Regions from separate parts of the Mus musculus genome. Here region 1 is linked to region 2. A link is a contact called in public Hi-C data. All regions are on one chromosome and are shown on one strand. The core of a region is the stretch at or near the end of the contact, and the rest is flanking DNA. Distances in the headings are between cores, read along the strand shown.

Region 1 (5,850 bases), core at 180-2,679, 110 kb after region 2:
CTTTAAGTAGCAAGAGATAGGTACTTTGTGAAAAAGTTTGAAATAAAAACTGCAACATTGTAAAAGCATACTCTAACTACAGGAATGCCTTTAAAACAATTCTGTGTGGATACTGTCTTAACTACACCCACAGCCAAGGAGAGAGAAAAAAGGTTAGAAGAGTCCTTGGGCTTTTTTTCACTAGAAAAAACCTTTCCCAACAAACCTTGAGATCACCCTGGATATATAAGTGCATAAAACAGGTATACAAGTCAAACATTTATTCATAAATTAATCATAAAGAATTTTGTTTTAAAACAATTTTTGAGGATTGGGGAGACAGCTCATGAGATAAATTTCTGTGCAGAGGTTAGGACCTTAGTTCAGATCCCCAGGACCCACCTTAAAAAACCAGGCATGGTGGCACACATTTGTAAACTCAGTGCTCCTCTGGAGAAAAGAGAGGTGGAGACAGGAAAACCTCAGTAGCTCACAGGCCGGCTATCCTGGGGTGTGCAGTAGCGAACAACAAAGAGGAGACCCTGACTTGAACAAGGTGGGTGGCAAGGAGTGACACCTGAGGTTGTGCCCTGATCTCCCTGTGATGTGAGCTTGCCTGTTATCATGCACATGAGAGCACTCTCGTACACACCGTCTCTCTCTCTCTCTCTCTCTCACTCACACACACACACACACACACACACACCACACACACACACACACACACACACACACACACACACACACACACACGCACACACACACACTCACTCACAGATATACCGGGCACTTATAAAGTTAAAGTCACGATACATAATGGACTACTGCAGCCCTAACTACAAGAAGTTGACTGCATTATGTATTCACTCAGATGCCTGGTTCCTGGTGAGTGTGGCTATCAGTGTGGATATGCTCACAGTGTGAGCTTGGGTCCTGCTCACAGGGGCCCTCTGAGTAGCCATGGGTGACTCTGAAGTGTTTCCCTATAGTTCAGAGGACTTCTGTGGACTAGGACAGAATCAGAGATCAAAGCACCTGTGCCTTGCTTACCATGAGCCACTCCAGGGAAGTCAGGCCCAGCCCCGTATCAGACACTGCTCATCAGAGTCTTCTGTGCAGCAGTCCAGGCAGGGAGGTCGAAGCACATGAAAGTAACAAATGGCCTGGTTTACATGGTTTGCATGCTGGATGCCATGAAGCTAGGACTTCTACCCAGGGCCAGAGTGAGAACCCCTAGGCCTCTCTGGTGGAAGGAAAGGGTAGGCCAGTGCCAGGGCTAGACCCTGTTCACACTCCTGCTTCCTAAAAATTACATGAATACTGCAGTCAGAGGACACTAATGGATGCTCTGTAGCTCTAGAGAGCAACCTCATGGTCTTGGTCAGGCTCGAGGTAAGAGAATAACAGGCAGGCAGCAGGATGTGACATCTGCACAGGTAGCAAGCAGCACAGGAAGCGTGGCAGACCAGAGAGGACAGCTCCTGCCCCGGGTCAGCCCACAAGTGACACAGAGTCCAGCTGCTTCTTCCTCAAGCAGATGTTGTCAGAATGTCAGCTGGGGTCTGAATACCAACTTCCGGGAACCCTTCCTCATAACCAGCTAAGGGCCACTCAATATTCAGAACATGGAGCCCTGGTACATTACCTTTCTGTCTCAGCCTATCCACAGACAGTGGTCATACATGGACTTCGAAAAGAGACTGGAGAGGTCAACGAAGGGATGGTCACCCATAATGCCATCCTGGGTCCTGACTTCTCCTGGACCAGGTCTCCAGGAAAGCGCTAAACTCTGCACTCCACAGAGAAGCAAGAAAACGCTCTGAAGGAACCTTAACTCGACACACAACTACTAATCCCAACAGCCGCACAGGTCTCAGGCAACACATCCCCAAGGCTGGGACTGCTTGTTGTCTCCAAACATTGACCTAGGCTCTCCTAGGGTACCCTTACCCCACTCATTCACACAAGTACCTAGAGACAGTCAGCATCCCTCACATCCCTTCAGCCTGACCCAGATCCACAGCTGGCCTGTCCTTGGAGGTATGGGGCCACTGGGAGCCCTGTCTGTCCTTAGGTAACAGCACAACCTCTCCTAGCCTTTCATAGCACTCTCTGAAGGCCAAGTGACACTTTTGTTTTTGTTCACATTAGCAAACACCGACACTGTGGTAAAATACAAACAAACCACTTCAGTGCTGTGGTTAAAGGAACAACGGCCTGAGGGAAGAGAATAATCTGCAGCATAGACTGAAGAGACCAGGTGGCCTGGCTCCAAGCTCAAATCCCAAACCCATGGTCCACCCCCTGCTAAGTACCCCTGCAACACTGTGACAGGCATCATGACTGCCAGTAAGTTGTATATACAATCCCCAGTGCCCTCATTAGTGTGCACAAGAATGACAGCAAGAAACAGCTGGCCAGGAAAAGGAGCCAACTACAATATATCCTTCCCTCAAGAAGGAGCCCCACCCCCCACAAGGCATCCCTGACCTGAATCAGGGATGACTGGGTTGGGCTGCATGAGGCGGATGATGCAAAGTAAAATCAGCATCCTCTCAAGAGTGACGGTGAGAACCGTGCAGACAGCAGGAAGTACCTGTGCTCTGTGTCCACTGAGTGGCCCAGTTAGGGACAAGCTGAGCTATCCACCTACCACTGCAACAGCAACCTTGGACAGAGGCCCAAGGCACTCTTCAAGAAAGGATGAGGCAGGGTAACAAATGGGACACAGCATCCCAGAGACAGAAAAGTAGTCTTAGAACTTCTAGGATTCACAAAGGCAAAGGAGGGAGAGGCTGGGGTAGCCCTGAGCAGAAGTGGGCAGAGACTGGAGGGCAGCTACATTTCCATGACATAAAGTTAGTGAGGGGTTGGTGCTATTTCCTTCTCATGGAGTCATATAGGAAAGGAACATGACAGACATTCCTGAAGGACGAGCAGGAAAGTAGCCAGGTGGGTCTGCCCCATGCCCACAGGCGACACAGGCCATGATACCCCACACCTCCCACGTGTGCTGCCTGCCACAGGGCCTCAGGTGCAGGCAGGCATGTGAGGCTTTCCTCTCCAGCAACCTAGGCTGTCATCTCACAGACTTCCCAATGCTACCTGGTGGCTCCCAGGTCAGCCCTGTCCCACAGAAACCCTGTCTCTGCTTCTGGTCCACTCAGCATCTTCGATCTATTACCTTTCAGAGCTTTGAAACTGATCTGGGGACAAGTGACCCCAGGTGCTGTCACAAAGCTTTTCTTTCTCAGGCTCATGGATGGCCAGTACTGGCTAGCTAGGCATTGGTTCCAATATGCCCAGTGGGGCCCTCCAGCTTTAGTCTTGGCTGGACTCTGGGTTACTGAGCTAGTCAACACAAATAGACCCCATTGTTGGCTGAATTCCAGAAAGGAGACATACAAGAGACACTATATGTGTTTTTTTCTGGCCCCTGTGGTCCATTATATTGGGCGAAGAGCAACCCTCTACTACACAAAAGGTGCATAGGCATACAGGCAGGGAGTAGGGGAAGATAATTCCTCCTCAGCTGAACACAGCAGAAACCAAACCAAAAGATCATACAATCGCACTCAATAGTAAATAAAGATAGCTCCAGCACAGCCCCTGCCAAACACACCAACTGAGGGTGGACCAGAAAGAGATAGCCACCAAAATATGCCACATCAGAAAGATTTGAGAATAAAGAACTCTGGCTAGTGGTCCCTGTGGAACCTTATCCGTACCTGGGAGATTCACCATACATTCTGAGAGCCAGAATCCTACGTTTCCTGAAAATCTTCTATAGCAAGTGCTGCCCAATGGGATATTCTCTGAGATGGTGCTTAGGCCTCCCTGCAGGCAAGGCTATGCCTCTCTGGCTTCTCAGCAATCTGGTAAGTTAAGGTTTTAGATCTAGCTTAGACACCCCAATAAGAATCACCCCCTGTACCCACTGTCTCTCCAAAATATCTTCCTTTTCCCAGTCTCATTCCTGCTTGCAACAGATGCCAAAGCCAGCTCAGAAGGCCTTGATGGTGTGGGAGAGTCTGCAGCCTTCCCACAACCGCTAATCACACAAGGACAGCAGCAGTTAGTGTCCAAGTGCATCGGCCTCCACCCTGTCCGGGAACAAAGGAGCCTTTGTAACCTCAGTCTACTCTATGATATGGAGACAGACCCCCATCTTGGAGAGAGAGGCTACGGAGAAGATCCCAGCCCTGCAGGGTGGGCTGATCACATGAGGATAAACAGCCTTCTCCTATCAGGATACCCCATGTCAGGGAGCTACTGGGCAAGGACCTTGCAGCAGCAACACAAATGATACCCCTGGCCTGGCTGTCACACTTTTTTCTGCAAGCCACCACACACCATTTAGAAAACTTGGTTCTTTTCATCCTGTTTTGTTTTGTTTTGTTTTTAGAAATAGGGCTCTGTTGTATTGCCCAGGATGAACTCAAACTCCGGGGCTCAAGTGAGTGATTCTTCTGTCTTAGCTTCCCTAGTAACCCACACTATAGCTGTACATCAATAAGCCTGGCTAAGCAAAGGGTCTTCAAAAGGAAAATTAATTTCCTAATAACACTCCCCATCAAGTGCTGTTCATACACTAACTGCCAACAGTTCAACAAAGCAGCTGTGTGGGGCTGGAATGAAGCCAAAGAACCACTCACAGGGAGAGACTACAGGCAGCGAGGGGCCATGAAGGAGGATGCTGTCAACAAATAAACCGCCTGCCCGGCAGGCAGGTGGGTGTAGAAACTGGGGTGGGGTGGGGTGGGGGATCATATGTTTTAACTTCAATAGATTAAAAGACACTTAAAAAGTGCATTTGATGGGATTGTGCAGACAGCGAGTGGGTAAAAGGGCTTGCCCTGCAAGCCTGCAACCTGAGTTAAGACAAGTGGATTACTGAAGCTGGGTTTAGTAGCCAGCTCAGGCACCCTGGTGTCTGCTCTGTGGGCTCAAGCCCAAATGTCTAGGACTGCCCCATGTTCTCTACCTAGCAGGTCCATAGGCCTGGGACACAGTGGATTGGAAGAGGCCTATCCCATACTGAAGGACAAAGATCCTGGGATGACCCTGCCTGGGTCTTAGGCTGCTACACAGAGAAAACAGAATTCAGGGGGAGTCGGGGGCATGTGACCAGAAGCCAGGACTTATAGAACCTCACTGGCTGAGGCAGGGAGAGTTGAGGCCAGTTAGCAGACCAATGCCACAGTGAGCAAGCTGAAGTTCCAGACTTAATGCTAAACTCACTGCCTCCTGCAACCACTAAGCCCCTCCCCCAGGAGGTCATCCTCTGCAGCATTCCCCAAGGCTACTCAATTGTCAGTCTAACAGAACTGGACGCCAAGCCCTGCAGCCAGTCCCCAAAAGGAAGAAATCTGCTTTGGCAAATAGCTTATTAAGATGTACCTTATATCCTGTAAAATTCTTCCAGTTAGAGCTTGTGGTTCATGGCGTTCAGCATATTTCTAATTATGTAACTGTCACCAGGATCTAGTTACAGAATATTTTCATTATCCTAAAGAAACCACACACAGTCAGGCAGTGGTGACACACATTTTTAGTCCCAGCATTCGAAAGACAGAAGCAAGTGGATATCTGTGACTTCAAGGCTAGCCTGGGTCCACAAAGTGAGTTCCAAGACAGCCAAGGCTGTTACCAAGAAACCCTGTCTAGGAAGGAAGGAAGGAAGGAAGGAAGGAAGGAAGGAAGGAAGGAAGGAAGGAAGGAAGGAAGAGACAAAGGTGGGGGGGGAGGAAGAGGAGTGGGGGAGGGTGAGGAGGGGGGAGAGAGAGAGAGAGAGAGAGAGACTGAGAGAGTCAGAAAGAGAGAGAGAATATACACCCACACACCTGGCAGTCACCCTCTGATCAGCTCCAA
Region 2 (5,516 bases), core at 1,821-4,320:
GAAGAGACTTGGATTAATTGCATTAATTGCATTGACAATGGAAGTTTCAAAAAAGCCCAGCAGAGACTTTGTTCTCTGGTTAAGTCTCACAAAGAGAAGTTTGAATAAGCATCGCAAGCTTAAAAAGGCAAAATATAAAATATATAGTTCGAGTATTAAAGGGGTACCAGGAAGTGAAATGGAACAAAATCTTGTGTTCTAGGAGATAACAGATTAAGGGAGTGGGATCTTGGAGCAAGATCCTACCCAGCTAAATTAAATCCAGGCATCGTGGTACACACCTTTAATCCCAGGAGACAGGCATGCTGATCTCTGTGTTCAAGGCCAATCTACAGAGCAAGACCCAGGATAGCCAAGCTTAGGCAGTGAAGGATTTAGAAAACATAAAGCTAGTGATAATGTAATAGTACAAGGGGATCATGTTCTAGTTCCTGTAAGCAGCAGAACTCGGCAGCTTCAGCCATGTGGCTCTGGCTCTAGAGTTAAGAATGGAAGGAACTACTGGGAAAATTGATGCTGGTTAGCTGGAGCTAAGGAATTAGCAGTGATTAAGAAGAGACCAGCATCACTGAGGTGAAATCTGGAAATTGTTTTCTGGGAACACAAAGAAGCTGTGTTCCAGAGATACCCAAGGTTGTACCTCATGCTGCGGCTGGACTTGGTAATGTGTAAGAGTCACTCAGGTGGTACTGCTTGTAAAGGAATGAAGGGATCATGGAGAGAAGCTGAGGCTTAGCACTGTGAGAGGCCAGCGAAGGCCATTGGAGAAGGTGAAGTCTCAGCTGTAGATGATGGCCCAGGACTGAAGGAGTCATGCAAAGGATTTGAGGCTTGGCACCCTGAAGAGAGCCCATGAGAGGCTATTGTGAAGCCTAGGTGGAGTGGAACACCCCAGTGTATTGGAGATGTCAGTAGCATGGGATGATCACCAAGAACAGCAGCCGTAGTGGAGTGGATCAACCTGAGCTTAGAGTGCTACAGAGGGCAGAGCTGGAAAAGTGATGCCAGCCCTTAGAAGGAGTCCAAAAGATCAAGTGGAATCCCAGACACTGAAACAAGAAGCTGTAACATTGAAATTGCCTTGGAGACTCAAAGATGTTAAAGATGCCAGAGCCATGGATACATGCTGAGGAAAGCTGCTAACAGGGAGTGGAACCAGCCCAGGAGAAAGCAGTTTGTTGTAGTCAACAAAGATGAAAAAGGAGTGGAGATCTGAAGACGGCTTTGACATCAGCCATGGAGATGCAGAGTTTGGAGTTTGCCCAGCTGGTTTCCTGCCTTGCTTTGGGGATTACAGTTAATTAAGTTGAATGAATCTCAGAAGAGACCTTGAACTTTGGACTTTTAACATTGTTGCGACTGCTATAGACTATGAGGACTTTGAAAGTTGGACGAAATGCATTTTGCATTATGCTATGTTTAAGTATGGCCCCCATAGACTCATGTTTTTGAGCAAGTCTACGGGGACCAGGGAGTGGAATGTGATGGTTTGTATATCCTTGGACCAGGGAGTGGCACCATCTGGAGGTGTGGCCTTGTTGGAATAGGTGTGACCTGGTTGGAATGGGTGTGGGCATAAGATCCTCACCCTAGTTGCCTGGAAGTCAGTCTTCCACTAGCAGCCTTTGGATGAAGACATAGAACTCTCAGCTTCTCCTGCGCCATGCCTGCCTGGATACTGCCATGCTCCCACCTTGATGATAATGGACTGAACCTCTGAACCTGTAAGCCAGCCCCAATTAAATGTTGTTTTTTATAAGACTTGCCTTGGTCATGGTGTCTGTTCACAGCAGTAAAACCCTAACTAAGACAGCCCATCACTGGGTTTTCTTTTGTAAATGTTTGCCCTTACTTACCTGGCTATAAGCAATCTAAGAGATGTATTAGGTATTGTCTCACTGCAGACTGGTTGTAATAAAGATCTGATGGCCAGTAGCTGGGACAGGAAGTATGAGAATGGGACTTCTGGGCACAGAGAGTGATGCAAGGGAGGATGAGGCAGAGTATAAGGTGGGCACAGAGGCAGATAGAGATGGACTATAACAGAGGAGGGAGGGAATGAACTAGCCATGTGGTCTGTTACAGGTTAGAATAGTCAGATTAAGTTTAAATGGTAACTGGAAGACTGCCCTAGCAAAAGGCCTAAGCTTTAAAATATATTAGTGCCAAGGACCAGCCTCAGCTTGGAGAAGGGTTCTGGGGAAGGTATGTCTGGGAGCAGTGAAACAAATGACTCGAAGTTAAATTGTTGGGAATTGGTTCTAATGCTTTGTCTTATTTTGGCTCCCAAAAAAACTATGCTTCCAGACCTGAGGGTCCTGCCCCCAGCTGGCTTTGATTGGTAATAAAGAATTGCCTAACTAAGACAACATGTTCGCCCCAGCAACCATCCAACCAATTTTCAGCTTTCGAAAGAACCCTTAAGTTTCCATTTCAGGAATTTTTAGTTTAATTTTAATCTTTTAAAAGATTTATGATTCTCTGATGCTGATGGAATAGCCTTGCTTCATATTATTGAAGTCTGTATTATGATTCTTTTGTTAAGGCTCTAAAAGCCACACATCTTTTTTTTCCCCACCTTTAATATCATCAGGTCTATTTAGCTGGAAATACACATGGCTGGGACACTAGCTTCACTGCCTGAACCCCATCTACTTTAGGCCCTACATGAAGCAGGTGACTTTTGTATCATTCACTGTTTGGGGTAGAACACATTCCCAAATGTGAGACATATGCTTTCATTCTCTTCCAAGTTTTCTATCAGGTCTATGACTCTTCCTTAGTGGTGGGAGGCATACAATCCTGTAAATACCCTACTGCATCCCCTAAGCCTTCTGAATCATTTAGAGTTTATCTCCCACCCACCTCACAGCAAAAGCTCCCACAGACAATATCTGTGCTGTTGGACTGGCATGATGCCATGGAAACACTTCCTAACAGTCCTGGGGCAAGATAAAAGTTTCTATCATCCATCTTAAGTGAACATGAACTTCTTGACTTTCCTAGCTAGTTGTGATCTTGGAGCTGACCCTGTAAATTCGTGGCACAGTGCTAAACATAGTCAGCAGAGGGTGCTGGAGGAACACTGCCAGAGGATGGACACCTCTCCTTTTTTCAGCACACTGCTCCAGCACTGGGGTAGGAAGCTGCTCCCTGTCTGCTACTTAGATCTTTTAGAGTTCTCTTTATATACCTTGGTTGTTAAAATCCATCTAGTCAATAACAATTTAAACATTCCCTGTTCAAGTTACTATGTGACTTCTGTCCCTTGAGGGGAAGAAAATACTCCCTTAGCAAACCTGGTTCTGCTAGACCAGTTTAATGAAAAGAACAGGAAGTGGAAAGAGACCCAAGAAAGCAAAACATTTAACTTATACTATAAAGTACATATAAACTCTGAAAGTTTCAGATAAAATGTTTGAGCACATAGAAACATTAAGAAAAAGTAGAGTAATAAGACATCAGTTTAGTTTTGGGTGTCCCTAACACATTACAAGATGAACAAACATACCAGGTTTTTCTAAGACAAATGACACTGCACTACTTTCAAGCAGAAGGACAGTAGGGCTTAGATCTTCAGTCATCCAGGCAACATGGACATGGATTAGCTGCACGGGGAAGGGCTTCTAGGCCCTTTGTATATCTGGATGGCAAAACCACCAGAACAATACTTTTTGTACCATTTGGTTTTCACACGTTATTGTACTTGATAATTCACTCTATTTTCCATTTCAACCTACTCTGGTTCCCCCTTTCCCAAAGTCTTCCTCTACTTTATGAACACAAGATTAAACAGAAAACATTGTCTGAGTTTGGCTTCTTTAACTTAATATGGTCTCCAGTTTCCCTACAAATGTCAGTTTCATTATGGCTGAGTAAGATTCTACTGTATGCATATATATATATATCCTTTACTCATCTGTTGATGGGTGCCCCCTCAACCTTAAGTTCTACTGGTCTAGAAGTTTTGATTTCCCATAGGGAGTGCTCCTGCCAGGAGCCGAAATAAATAAATAAATAAATAAATAAATAAATAAATAAATAAATAAATAAATTCCACTGACCTGAAAGCTCAAGATTGTCCCCTGGACACTTTGGGCTTCTGATACCCTTAAACCAACAGGCTAAGAAAGGAGTAAGATTATTAGGAGGGGAGACTGATCCAGATTCCAAAAGGAAATTAGATTGAGTCTCCATTATAGAGGCAAGAAAGATTATATCTGGAATTCAGATGATCCTTTGGCATCTCTTGGTGCTACCATGTCCTGTGATTAAAACCAATGGGAAACTACAACCTAATCCAAACAGGACGAGAAAAGGTACAGACCCTTCAGGAATGAAGGTATAGGTTACTCCTCTAGGAAAAGTGGCAAGACCTTGCTAAGGATGGAGAAAATACTGAGTGTGTAGTAAAAGGTAGTTACAAATGCCAGCTAACACTACATGAGCAGTTGAAGAAATGAGGGCTATAAGTGATGTCTTCTGTCATATTTTAAGAGCGTGTTTCTTTCCTCAATGTCTTTATCATGTAATATAACATCGATTATGAGACGATCTGTGATTATCATATTTAAGTTCAAGATACTAAAGGAACATCCCTCAAGAAATATTGCTGCCTATTCTAAAATGTGTTTGTGGTTGTATGAGGAATTGTTCTATCATATTAGGCATAATTGTGAGCTGATTAAATATGTAGTATGTTTGTAACTATACATGGAATGTTTATTACCATGTTAGCTATAATTATCTGGTTATTGTTTTCATTTGAAAATTAAGTGTGATATAAGGAAATGTGACTGTGTGTCAAGTTGACAAGGAATGGACTTGTGGTGGCTATTCTTAGTTGCCAACTTGACTACATCTAGAACTGACTAAAATCCAAGCAGCAGGGTGCAACTGTGAGTTTTTTTCTTCAGTAAATCATTTGAAGTGGAAAGACCTACTTTTAAACTGGATTTTTAAATTTCTATTTATTTATTTATTTATTTATTTATTTACTTACTTACTTACTTACTTACTTACTTACTTAATTTATTTAATTTTGTAATGGAAAGATCCACCTTTAGTCTGGGCCACACCTTCTGCTGCAGTCTGTATAAAAGACACAAAAAAAGGAAGCAACCAGGCAGTGGTGCGGACACCTTAAATCCCAGCACGTCGGAGGCAGATCTCTATGAGTTTGAGACTTGTCTGGTCTACAGAGTGAGTTCTAGGACAGCCAAAGAAAAGAGGACGCTCTCTTTTTGCCTGTTCGCTCTCACTTGCAAGCCCATTCACTGACATTAGAACTTCCTTCTTTGGGATTGCGGTATATATGGAGGACTAATTGAGAAAACCACCCTCATGAACTGTACAATTACTGGCCTCTTGGGCCTAACATTAGCAGACAACCATACACACACACACACACACACACACACACACACACACACACACACACACACAATTCAATCAGTTCCGTTCCTCTAGAAAACCCTAATACAATAGGCATGTATTCTGATTCTATAACCTGGCTA

The links. A called contact is a pair of places that touch in the nucleus more often than the background predicts.
Region 1: a contact with region 2 is called in a Hi-C map of Th17 cells, with 3 times the contacts expected there. The contact joins two enhancer-like sites. A contact is called at or near these places in 3 of 15 datasets of contacts at CTCF or cohesin (CD8 T cells, pro-B cells and stem cell-derived epiblast-like cells), 36 of 484 Hi-C or Micro-C datasets (the 63-12 cell line, the AML12 cell line, CD4 T cells and 23 more), 4 of 115 datasets of contacts at active chromatin or transcription factors (T-cell acute lymphoblastic leukemia, double positive thymocytes, thymic regulatory T cells and 1 more) and 3 of 9 other capture datasets (adipose tissue, liver and pancreatic islet).

The regions. Positions count from the first base shown.
Region 1 is chr5:34,247,877-34,253,726 of GRCm38.p6, forward strand. The region is part of intron 1 of Zfyve28 (zinc finger, FYVE domain containing 28); the gene reads right to left. Among named protein-coding and RNA genes, the nearest start is that of Zfyve28, 38 kb to the right of the region's middle. Within about 2 kb of position 1,430, at least 35 of the 459 cell types and tissues checked have an H3K27ac peak or open chromatin away from gene starts, as enhancers often do.
Region 2 is chr5:34,136,926-34,142,441 of GRCm38.p6, forward strand. The region is part of intron 2 of Poln (DNA polymerase N); the gene reads right to left. Among named protein-coding and RNA genes, the nearest start is that of 4930557J02Rik, 21 kb to the left of the region's middle. Within about 2 kb of position 3,071, at least 2 of the 459 cell types and tissues checked have an H3K27ac peak or open chromatin away from gene starts, as enhancers often do.